Linked DNA regions of Hordeum vulgare: region 1 is linked to region 2. A link is a contact called in public Hi-C data. All regions are on one chromosome and are shown on one strand. Each heading gives the region's core, a stretch centred on a gene start, on an enhancer-like site or on the middle of the called end of the contact. The rest is flanking DNA. Distances are from core to core; before and after follow the strand shown.

Evidence for each region. A called contact is a pair of places that touch in the nucleus more often than the background predicts.
Region 1: a Hi-C map of seedling shows a contact between it and region 2, with 7 times the contacts expected there. The contact joins the promoter of LOC123424461 here to the promoter of LOC123424450 in region 2. A contact is called at or near these places in 5 of 6 Hi-C or Micro-C datasets (leaf, seedling and an unstated tissue) and 1 of 1 datasets of contacts at active chromatin or transcription factors (embryo).

Annotation. Positions count from the first base shown.
Region 1 is chr1H:67,622,137-67,628,044 of MorexV3_pseudomolecules_assembly, reverse strand. LOC123424461 (mitogen-activated protein kinase 14) reads right to left here and starts at 2,221. Exons shown (of 10, transcript XM_045108090.1): 1 at 2,065-2,221; 2 at 626-1,031. The coding sequence starts at 1,022.
Region 2 is chr1H:67,291,917-67,297,714 of MorexV3_pseudomolecules_assembly, reverse strand. It overlaps LOC123424450, which reads left to right and starts at 3,305. Exons shown (of 5, transcript XM_045108076.1): 1 at 3,305-3,766; 2 at 3,863-4,079; 3 at 4,752-5,271. The coding sequence starts at 3,701.

The sequences.
Region 1 (5,908 bases), core at 972-3,471, 330 kb before region 2:
AGTTTAAACAGAAGTTTCTCTAGCCTCAAACATGCTTCACAAGTTAAGTATGCCTATCTAGTTGCTGTCTTTTGGCACAAAGAACAGCACCAATAGCATCCTCACTAGGACCACAGTTCTGTTGTAGCATCACAAGAAGCTTGGGAGCTACTGTAAATGATTAGCAGTAACTTTTCATCACAGCATTCACCAGTTACTAGGTGATTAAAAATTAAAAATAGAAGTATAGAACACACAACTCAGGCAAGTTTGCACAAGTTCAAGAAATTCACATGAAAGATCTGGATTTCCAAAGAATTCTCTGAGCACTATAGCAAACTGTGTGACCTGTATCAAAGTACTACACAGGTCCATATTTGTTCTCTTGACTATAAAGTTTGTGGAACATACTATAAGGTTTTAAAGCTTTTCACAAATGCCAACATGACCAATACATCGTCGTTAGCTACTGACATGTGTATAGTTTCGAATTTGACATGGTATTGTTATCCACTGACATGTGTATCACTTGTAAACACATTGACCATTCATGGCTGCTGCAGTTATTAGTAAAAATTGAGAGCCTGACATCCAGCTGTTGAAACATGCAAAAGAACCATCTTTGATGTGAAAATAAATCAGTTACCTGTATGTATGTATTTCAATCCCCGGAGCAACTGATACAAGAAAAACTGATAATGTTCCGGAGTCAAGTCATCATTTGCCTTTATAACTTGGTGCAAATCAGATTCCATGAGTTCAAAAACAACGTATATATCCTTGAACTCTCTCCTCGACGGAGGAAGTAGAATATGTTTAATTTCCACAATATCGGGATGTCTTAGGAGCCTAAGCAACTTGATCTCGCGGAGTATCCGTGTGGCATCAGACACATGCTCAAAGATGTCATTGATCTTCTTGATAGCAACTTTCTCACCCGTGTGAGTATCCAAAGCAGAGCAGACCACGCCATAACTCCCCTTTCCTATAACCTCTTCTATCTTGTATCTGTTCCCCTCACCATACTCGGTAAAAAAGTCCATTTGAGATGTCTGTGTCACAAAAAACAGAATATGGGTCAGCTTGAGCACTGATGATTTGTGTTCTTTAGTATGATATGGTGAGATGGTGACACTCAAAATAGATATTAGAGTCATAATTTGGCAAGCGACGAGGACTATGTACAAAAGGACACTAGCCAAATAGTAAGCCAAAATGACCACATGGGAAATCAAGTTCCATGGAGAGATCATACATCGCAAACTATAGCATGATCGAAACATAAAGTAACAAATTTTATCTGAAAAGTTGCTTGGAAGCAAATTAACAGCACTAGAACCACATGATGCAGCGAGGACGTCTAGGGGGCATTCCTTTCGTTCCCGAAAACAAGATGAAACTTTTTGCCCAACCGATGGAATTGTTGGGATGGCATGAAGCATGCGTACTGCCGCACAGAGAGGTGGGTAAAGATATGAAGACGACAGCATAACTACTCAAGTCAAGGCCTTAAACAAAGTTTGGCTCATATAGCTCGAACTGAGAGGGTTGAACAGTAGCACCATTACTGCCGGGCATCAGTTTACAAGAGGAACCGGCGAGGCCTGCAAAACCAAGCAGCCGGCGCCAGTTCTTTCCACCAAAAAGCACTCCAAATCTCTCGTAATAAAGCAACCGAAACTCCAAATCGAGTAGATCCGTCTAGCCGCCGGGTTCTACAGCGGGGAACAAGCCTGCGGCCAGGACAGCGCGGCTTCGCGGTTCGGCGAGCAAAAGCTCCGGACTGACCAAGATCCCGAGCCAAGAAGACCACCAATCCACTCCAAGAAAAGAAAGAACGCTGCTACTAACTCCCGGCACGGCGCTGGAGCGTGGGGGCCGGCGGCAGGGGCACTCGGCGGAACGGAGAGGGGGGCACGGCGTGCTTCCTCCGCGCCTGCCGCGCCCTCCCGGCAGATCTCTCCCGGGAGGAGAGGGGATCTTTCGCGCGAGAAAGGCGAGATCTTCGAGCACGCCCGATCCAGCAAGAAAGGGGGGAGGAGGAGGAGGAGAGCGGGGGCGTGGGGATGGGGGAAGGGAGCTCACTCGCTCACTCGCGCGCGCGACGAGGGGGAGGGGGCCGCGGCCGAGGGAAGGAGTCCTCGTCCAGCTGCGCTGCGCTGCGATCCAAGGCGAAGCTCGAGGACAGAGGGGAGGGGAGGGGGGCGGTGGTAGCTGGGCAGTCAGGAGAGAGAAGGCCTCCGCTTTCAGAATTTATATCCCGGGGTGTGTTAATTTCCTGACTAGATTTCCGGGTGGTTTGCTTCTGTTTATCTGCTTATCATATTTATTTTATTTTTATAAAAAGGGGGAAACGAAATCGCTTGGCCTCGTTTGGTTTGGAGGCGCGGCCCACTCGGATGGGGAGAGGCGGCCGTCAGGACGGTTCCCCTTTCCCGTTTCGCGTGCCGTTTGGCTGGCGAGGATGGAGGAGAAGCCCCGGGTATTATTATTTTTGTTGATTGATGACGACGGCTCGTTCGCACGGTTTGTTACTTTTGTTATTAGGTTGGAGGATGACGTGTCTTTGGCTTTCTGGTGAGGAGGAGGAGGTGTGATTAGGGGGCTGTGTGGATGGCAATTGGGGAAGTGAGATTGGGGTCGTGTGTGTGATTGAGCTTCTTGTCTTACTCGCTTTGCCCACCGTATCAAGTAAAGTGGATCGTTTATAGGTTGTTGTTAAGGCACGATTCGATGATTGATCCGTTCTCCGTTTTGTGTTCTGTTATTGCTGTTTGTGGTTGATTGATGGTGCGTTTACATAAAGCCGTCGCCAAACCAAAAAAAAGAGAAATACACGTGCTGGTGAGTCGGACGTGGTTTTGAAGAGTTAACCAGAAGGAAAATAGCCACTGCCTTCTAATTTTGTAGTGCAAATAAGTTCAAAATTTCCTAGATTGCTCCACGGAACATGGTTACTGGTTCTTTTTTGTTAAATATCAGATTTTAAACAAGTCATTCGGGGATTTATCGAGTACTGTACAAGCTAGTGAATAGTTAAATATCTCTAAAAAAGTTACGATGCCAAACCTTCCTTAATACATAAATTAGACAAAAGAAACAACGAGACAGATAAGATAAAGACAATCATTCTATACTTTCATGGTGCACATGTACTTCTTGTATATGATAGGACGAAGACCATGGCTTGTAAGGTTATTATGATAACGAACCATACTCCCATCATCATGATCGAAATACAATACATATCTGCATGCAAGCCATTCTCAATTGAACTTACCTAGTACGAGCATGAAAAACTAGAGTTAGAAAACTGAAGTGTCTTCAAATCCATCTGATGTAGACTTATAATCATCCGGCAGCGAACGGGCTGGACGACGATGTGGTGCCATCCTCGGGAACTCGGTGTGTGTGTGTGGGGTGGGGGAGGCGTGGCGGGCTTCCTGTTAGTATGTTGTGTCGCCTTCTTTTGGCGACTAGGGCTCGTAGAGGCTGGCCCAAATGAGGAGACATTGTGTGAGTTGGCTCGTGAGTCATGACCACGCACGAATCTGTGTTTGGGCTAAGGAAGTTGACACTTTTCTGGGTTCAAGCAATTTCTAGCAGGTTGGGAGTAGCAGTAAAAAGAACTAACTTTCGAGGGCAGGCTTGAGCCTACTAAAACTCGACTAGTAGATTTGTCGATGTAAAAAAGTAAGAGTTCTAGCTTGGGGTCAAGAAAAAAGTACCCAAAAGAGTTTTTTTTAAACACCCCATATATTGATTAAATAAACAAAAGGTTATTACAATCATTCATTACAACATACACCACGCAGGGCGGAACAGAGTTGACCATCAACCCGTCGGACCTACTACTAAAACTAACTTAGCAATATGAGGTGTCACCTCATTGACACGCCGATTTATTTTTGAGCAACTTAAATTTTGGAACATCTTGGCAATACTCAAAGCCTCTTTCTTTAGGTCAACGAGAGGGGATCTATGAAGCTTCTTACTTGCAAGGAAAGAATATATGAAGAAAGCACAATCAGCCTCGAAAATAATAGACTGGTGAAGGGTAATGCCAATATAAAGACCCTCTAGGCAGGCACGGAGCTGAGCTTCATTGACACTAGCACACTGACTAATAAAATCCCACGAGGACATGATAATTACGCCAGACGAATTCCTAGCAACAACTCCCACACTCACAACATTAATGCTCTCCACAGAACTAGTATCAACATTGATCTTGATATAATCCGCGGGAGGTGACTTCCACACCACATGCTCTTTCACCGGTGCATAATCCGCAATAACACCTCCCGCCTTTTTCTTACCTTTTTTTGCGAGAATCCAACTGAATAGCGTCGTGATTGGCCGTTTAAGAGGACCAATAATTTTATAAAATAAAACAAATTTTATTTGGGGAAAATGCTAAAGGCAACTTGGTGAGAGAAGAAAACATTTATATAAGAAAAAATACAGGAAATTAACATATCTTCTTTAGCCCCTTATCTTTTCACCAGATTAACTTTTGGGTTTTTTCTGCTTTTATTTTGTGATAACTATTATGTTCTTTTTTGTATACCTATAGTTTTTGTATGCTTGACCGTAACACTACTTCTTGGTGTTTTGTTGAGGACACATCATTTGCCCAATTTGTTAAGTCCAAGCACCATGTATCTTGGCTTTATATTAAACAAGTGTGTCAAAGTATGATGAAAAACTTCTTTGGATTGTAATTGAAGAAGTAAAATGTGTTCATGGTTAGACTTCTCATGGCGCTCACTTTGGTCACTATACAAAAAAATGCAAAAACAGTCTATTAATGCACGATACAATCATTGCCTCATTTTCTGTGTGTATTTTTGTTGATTGTCACATCCCTAGTTTTCAATTGAAGTTTAGCAAGTGCTCATGTTTTATTATTGCATTTAAAAGTGCAAATAGAAATCAAAGAAAAAAAAACTAGCACTTCTATATTTAACTAAATTCCAATAAAGCAAAAGTTCAATGAACCCAAAATGGTTTTCAGAAAAGCCCACCCTTTTTGATAAATAATGGAAACAATATTTCAGGGTGGAACTTATTTTTAAAATACATTTAGCATTTTATTTAAACCACAAAAGCCACTAGAATCACCCAAATATGTGATTTTAAATATTTCAGAATTTCATAAAATGTTGAATTATTTATAGGGGCTTGAAAATATTCCAAATAACACCCCAGAGTTTTATTCCCTATTTATAGGAATAGTTTGGAGCCAAAATAAAATCAAACAAATGTCAGAAATGATTTAACAGAAATCAAAAAAGAAAGAAAAATGGAAAAAGCTTACCTCACGCTCACCTTGGCCCAACCCATCTGCTCCTGTCGTCTTCCCCTCGCCAGTCGGCAGCAGGAGGTGGCCGCCGCTTCCTCCGGCGCGGCCACGCACCAGAGTGCCTGCCTGGCCACTCCGCCGCGCTAGTCGCGGAGGGATAAGCCTCCCGAGTCCATCCCAATCCTCTTCCTCTCCCCATTCGCTCTCGTGCCTCCCCTCATCTCGGCCGCCATTAGAGCCGAGCTCGAGGTAGCCGTCACCTCTGGCCACCGCAAGCTTCCCCGAGCACGCCATCCTCTCCGCCTCGATGCGCACGTCATCCACGCCAAAGAAAACGAGCCCCCGAGCCCTGCACCACCCTCGTCACCGTCGTCTTCCACCTTCGGCCGCGGGCAAGTCGTCGTCGATTCACCAGATCCAGCGCCTTCCCGAGCAGCCTGAGCCTCTCATCGACATTGCCGTGAGCTCCGGAGTGTCCCCCCCCATCTACCCCTCCCTCTCCTGCTCTCTAGCCCCATGGCCGTCGAACTCGATCTCCGATGGCCGCCATGGCTCGTTGCCGGTGCTCTCGGCCACCCCTAGCTCCCCTCACTGCCCCTGTTAGATGAGGTCGAGCCTGGGCTT
Region 2 (5,798 bases), core at 2,056-4,555:
CGTTCAGAGATTTTTCTTTCCACTTGCGCAGTAAATTCTCAACATCATAGCTATCCTTACATGCAAGAAAGTCCTCAACTATCTCTCCCTCCATAACATAACCCTCAGGCATATCAGGCAATTCATATCTAGGAGAGCTAGTTCTAACAGACAAAATAGCAGGTTCTACTTCAATAGTATCAGCAGTTTCAGAAGTATCATCACATCTAGCAGCAACTCTAACAATTTGTGCATCAAGGAATGCACCTAGTGGCAAAGCAGTATCAAGCATAGCATCATGGGCAGCAGAAGTAGCATCATCAAGCACAGGCGACACATCAAAATTTCTAGCAGGAGGTGGTGTCGCAAACTTACTTATAACTGAAGGTGAATCAAGTGCAGAGCTAGATGGCAGTTCCTTACCTATCCTCGTAGTTGAGGGCAAGACTTTAGTTTTTGGATCTTTCGGATTCCTCATAGTGATCAGCAGACGTAAATCCCAAGTGACTCGGAGAATAGAGCTATGCCTCCCCGGCAACGGCGCCAGAAAAAGGTCTTGATAACCCACAAGTATAGGGGATCGCAACAGTTTTCGAGGGTAGAGTATTCAACCCAAATTTATTGATTCGACATAAGGGGAAGCCAAAGAATATTCTCAAGTATTAGCAGTTGAGTTGTCAATTCAACCACACCTGAAAGAATTAGTATATGCAGCAAAGTATCAGTAGCAAGGTAGTGTGATAGCAACAGTAGCAACGGTAACCAGTAGCAACAAAGTGACAACAGTAGTGACAGAGTAACAGTAGTAGCAGCAACAGCAATAGCGACAGAGTAACAATAGCAGCAGTGACAATAGTAGCGGCAAAGTAACATAGCAAGGACCAGTAGGAAAAACTCGTAGGCATTGGATCGGTGATGGATGATTATGCCGGATGGTATTCATCATGTAACAACTATAACACAGAGAGATATGTAACTAGCTCCAGTTCGTCAATGTAATGTAGGCATGTATTCCGTATGTAGTCATACGTGCTTAGGGAAAAGAACTTGCATGACATCTATTGTCCATCCCTCCCGTGGCAGCGGGGTCCTAATGGAAACTATGGGATATTAAGGTTCTCCTTTTAATAAAGAACCGGACCAACGCATTAACACTTGGTGCATACATGAACTCCTCATACTATAGTCATCTCTGGGAGTGGTTCCGGCTATTGTCACTCTGGGGTTGCCGGGTCATAACACATAGTAGGTGACTACAACTTGAAAGATAGGATCAAGAACAGACATATATTGGCGACAACATAATAGGTTCAGATCTGAAATCATGGCACTCGGGCCCTAGTGACAAGCATTAAGCATGGCAAAGTAGTAGGAACATCAATCTCAGAACATAGTGGATACTAGGGATTAATCCCCGTAAAAACTAACTCGATTACATGATAGATCTTATCCAACCCATCACCGTCCAGCAAGTCTACGATGAGATTACTCACGAACGGTGAAGAGCATCATGGAATTGGCGATGAAGGAAGGTTGGTGATGACGATGGCGACGATCTCCCCTCTCCGGAGCCCAGAACAGACTCCAGATCTGCCCTCTAGAGGAAGAACAGGAGGTGGCGGCGCCTCCGTATCGTAAAACGCGATGAACTCTTCTCTCTGATTTTTTCTCTGATTTTTTTCCGAACGAAACGGACTAAATAGAGCTGAGAGTGGAGGCGGTGGAGCTTCGTGGGCCCCACAAGCCTGCCAGGCACGGCCAGGGGGGGCCGCGCCTGGTGGGCTCACAGCTCCACCCCTCCGGTTGATTCTTGCGCCAGTATTTTTAATATATTCCACAAAAATTCCCCGTAAATTTCCAGGTCATTCCGAGAACTTTTACTTCTGCGCAAAAACAACACCATGGCAATTCTGCTGAAAACAGCGTTAGTTCGGGTTAGTTTCATTCAAATCATGCAAATTAGAGTCCAAAACAAGGGCAAAAGAGTTTGAAAAAGTAGATACGACGAAGACGTATCAATGGTCGATTTCTCCAAATTTATACACTGTCCGAGGCGTCTTGGCACCTAGTCTAAACACTTCATTGGAAAGGGGAATTTAAGGATTCGTCCCATGTTTCCCAGCACTTTGAGGAATTGCCCTTGTTTTTCTTGTAACTAATAATTTGCCACAACTTTGCGTGCAGTTTGATGATTTGCCCTTTTTAACCACTTCACTTAGTTTTTAGAATACGCAACAAAACGGATGACCAATTTATCCTCCAGTTCAGATTTCCCTTTGACTGCTTGCTGCGCGGGCGGATACGAGACACGGTCACAAAACTACATAGACATGAATTAGGCCTGGACATCCATCATTGTCTACATCATTGGAAGAAGCTAGCCAGAACAAACTTTGATTGATTGAAGCAGAAATCAAGAAAATTGATTGCTAGTATTGCGTCTCTCGGTTCAGTCATACAATACTTTACTGAAAAAAGACAACGAATAGAGGTGGTTGCTGGTCACAGCCGCCGGGCCTATCTTGCATGGTCACGCGCCCTGCAAGCTGACCATGTCGTTGCTAGTATTGTCCACGCCGCCGGTAGCTGCTGCTTGTTGCAGCTTGTCCATGCCACCGCTAGCTGCTGCTTGTCTGCACTGCTGTTCAGGTCGTTGGATCCACTGCTCGTACACCATGCAGTACAAGTAGTCGAAGCCGGCGTCACCAAGTTACAGTCGAGAGAGGTGACTTGAAGGAGATGGACCGAGGCAGGGCCTCGGAGAAGGGGAGAGGGAGGAGTGCAGCTAGCCTCCTGGTCGCTGCCGCTGTTAAGGTAATCTTCTCGAAGAAATTTCCGCCACAACAATGCGCCGTCACCCGATGCTTGGGAGTTGGGAGGGAAAGTCACCGCCGTCGTCCGACGCGACTTAGTCGGCTCGGGAAAAAAGACGAGAGATGGGGCTCAATCATGTGTAATGCAGGGGCGTTTTAGAAATTTTTCGTTGGTCCGTCCTGGCAGGGGCAAACCATCAAATTACGGACAAAACTGTGGCAAACAATCAGTTATGAGAAAAACGAGGGCAATTCCTCGTAGTGCTGGGAAACATAGGGCGAATCCTCAAATTCCCCCATTGGAAAAGGTCTGACCACGAAAAGAAAAACTCACATCCCTCTCTTGTATGGCCCCACCCCGCGGATGACGAGTAACGAGTTCACCATGAATCGAGGAATCCGTCATCGATCAGATTCACCTCGGCGGTCGGCGGCAGACGCCAAGACGCCCCGTCGGCCGCGCCCGCCCGCAAAAAATATCGGCGCCCCGTCGACAGTCGACGGCACGGCAGCCACAGGCCACAAGACCACAAGCGGCAGCCGCGGGCGCGCCCACACATTCCCGCGGTCTTCCGCCCTCCCGTGCCCCGCACTCCCGTCCCCTTCGCGAACCTTCCTCCTCCTCCACAAGGGGAGAGGAGAGCGACCGCCTCACCCACCCAACCACAGCCACGGCCGACCAGCCCCAAGATTTCCCCCTCGATTTCCCCTCCCGACGCCGCGCCGGGCGAAATCGCCGGTCATTTTCCCGGGGCCTCCGCGCCTCCACGCCGCACGCCCCGCCCCGGCTCCACCATCGCCACCGGTAACTCCGCCGATTTATCCCCTCCCCGCCCACACAACCTCCCTTCCCTTCTCGTCGAGAGTTTCTCCTACTCCCTAGCACCTCTATCCGCTCCCCGCGAGCGATGGTGGGCGACCTGTCCCTCCTCGCCTCCGCCACCGCCTCCCCCGTCCTCCTAGCGCCATCCAAGGTACCTTCTTTCGCGCGCGCCCGTCCCCCACGGGCCGCCTACCTCAGCTTCTGCCCGGGACGATGAATTGATGTCGATGATGGTGTGGCTGTGCAGGAGCTCCATGGCGTCCTGCCGTTCCAGGGGAAGAGGTCCCAGCAGCAGCAGCAGGACGCTGGGAGGAGCGCCGCCGTGCAGCTCTCCCCGCAGCAGCACCTCCTCGAGGGCGCCTACCAGGCGCAGCAGCCCCTGCAGATGATGGTCCCCGGGATCGGCCAGGCCGCCGCTGCCGCCTACCAGGCCTTCGACAGCGCCGCGCTCATCGACGCGCAAGGTGATAAACCCGTTCTAGCCGTGCCGGCGCGCGCTGACTCCTCAATATGATGCTGAATGTTGCCATATACGCATGCCTCGTTTGATCATCGGATGCTGCAGAGGTCAGCTTGACCGAGAGCCCATCTGCTCATGAGCTTAACGCTTTTGCCTCGTCGAAGGTTACAACCAGCGTCAAATCCTGACCCAGCGTGAAAGCAAGTATTCTGATTTACTGAACGCAACGATATTTAAAGGTTGCTGATTGTTAACCTAAAGAAGCGAGAATCATGATGCATGAGCCGTGGCTTGCGGCTTTAAAAAGTGACAAAAAAAACCTCTACATGTCGACTGCTTTGTTCTGTGCTGCACGCAGAAGATTGTCGACCGAACTTGCACTGTATTCAACAAGAAGCATGCTGCACGAGCCTTAGCTTGCGGACTACAAAAGTGATACAAAAACATTCCTTTTGCAAGTAAACTGCTTTGTCTGCGTAGCAAGCAAAATCTATTGGACTTGACTGCCTTTTTCAAGTAGGTTGGCTGGTTGTGACACTATGATATACATAGTCCTGGCCAAGGTTAATTATGTTGCCAAGTAGTTTATCCTTTGATTCATGGTTTATCCACCGTAAAAGTCAAGTTCTACATATGTTTCAATCACTGATGGCTCCTGTTTATTCATTTGTAACAGATTCCCACCCTGATTCGGTTCGACTTAGCCTTGGGATTGCTGAGCAGTGTGCAAGGCAAGAGAAAATCCTAAAGTTTCTAATGTCAGGGTCCGATGTCAAAGAACTTGACGCCTCTTTGCTTACTGAACTTACGGGACATCCGATGCTATCAGCTAATATGGGTAGCCAACCATATACTCCTGATGACAAGTTATCTGTATATGAGTTTGGATTGGAGGAGCCTCTGCAGTATCTAGCAGAAAATCAACTTATCCTCCCTGATGACAAGTTATCTATCTACGAGTTTGGATCGGAGGAGCCCCTGCAGTATCTATCAGAAAACCAACTTATCATCCCTGATCCACTTTTGGAATTTGCTCAGTCCCAAGGTGCCCTTGCTATAGATGAAAATGGCCGGGTCATCTTCACTGGCAGTGGAGAGGAGATGAGAGACTTACTTTCAGTTTTCTTAGAGTTCAATGTACCTAAACGAGAACCAAGTGGTTGCAAGGCTGCATATTTAGTTCCATACTTCGACAGGTAAAAATGGGAAGCATCATGCTCCATGTGAACCCTTTTCCTCATCTTATTCACTCAAGGTTTATGTTATGCATAGTCCCCTCTCTCGGATAAGGGAATGGTCTCTTTATCAATTTATGTTGTCATTATTGATGTATTTATTTACCGAGCGAAAGTTATAGAGTTATGGGGTTGGTATAACTTGGTATAGGATATGTATTTTGTTGAACTTGCTGCAGCTGGCCCATTAATTACGTCTGGTTTTCATGACGTTGTCGTGTTTAAATTACTCCTAGTCAGCTGCACATGCTGACACGTGGGTAACTGGACATTTGGAATCATTCCTGCTCAGTAGGACGCATACCATATATGTTATCTTTTTGAACTAGGAAACCATGTCTATTATGTACTTATCGCAGAAGAGTGATTTACTATAGCTATACAGAAGTAGAAACTACTGAATGCATGCAATGTTAAAATCATCTCTCAAGTATTATATTACCATTGGATCTAGAGGCGGCACTTCCTTCTGCCTGACAATGATTTCT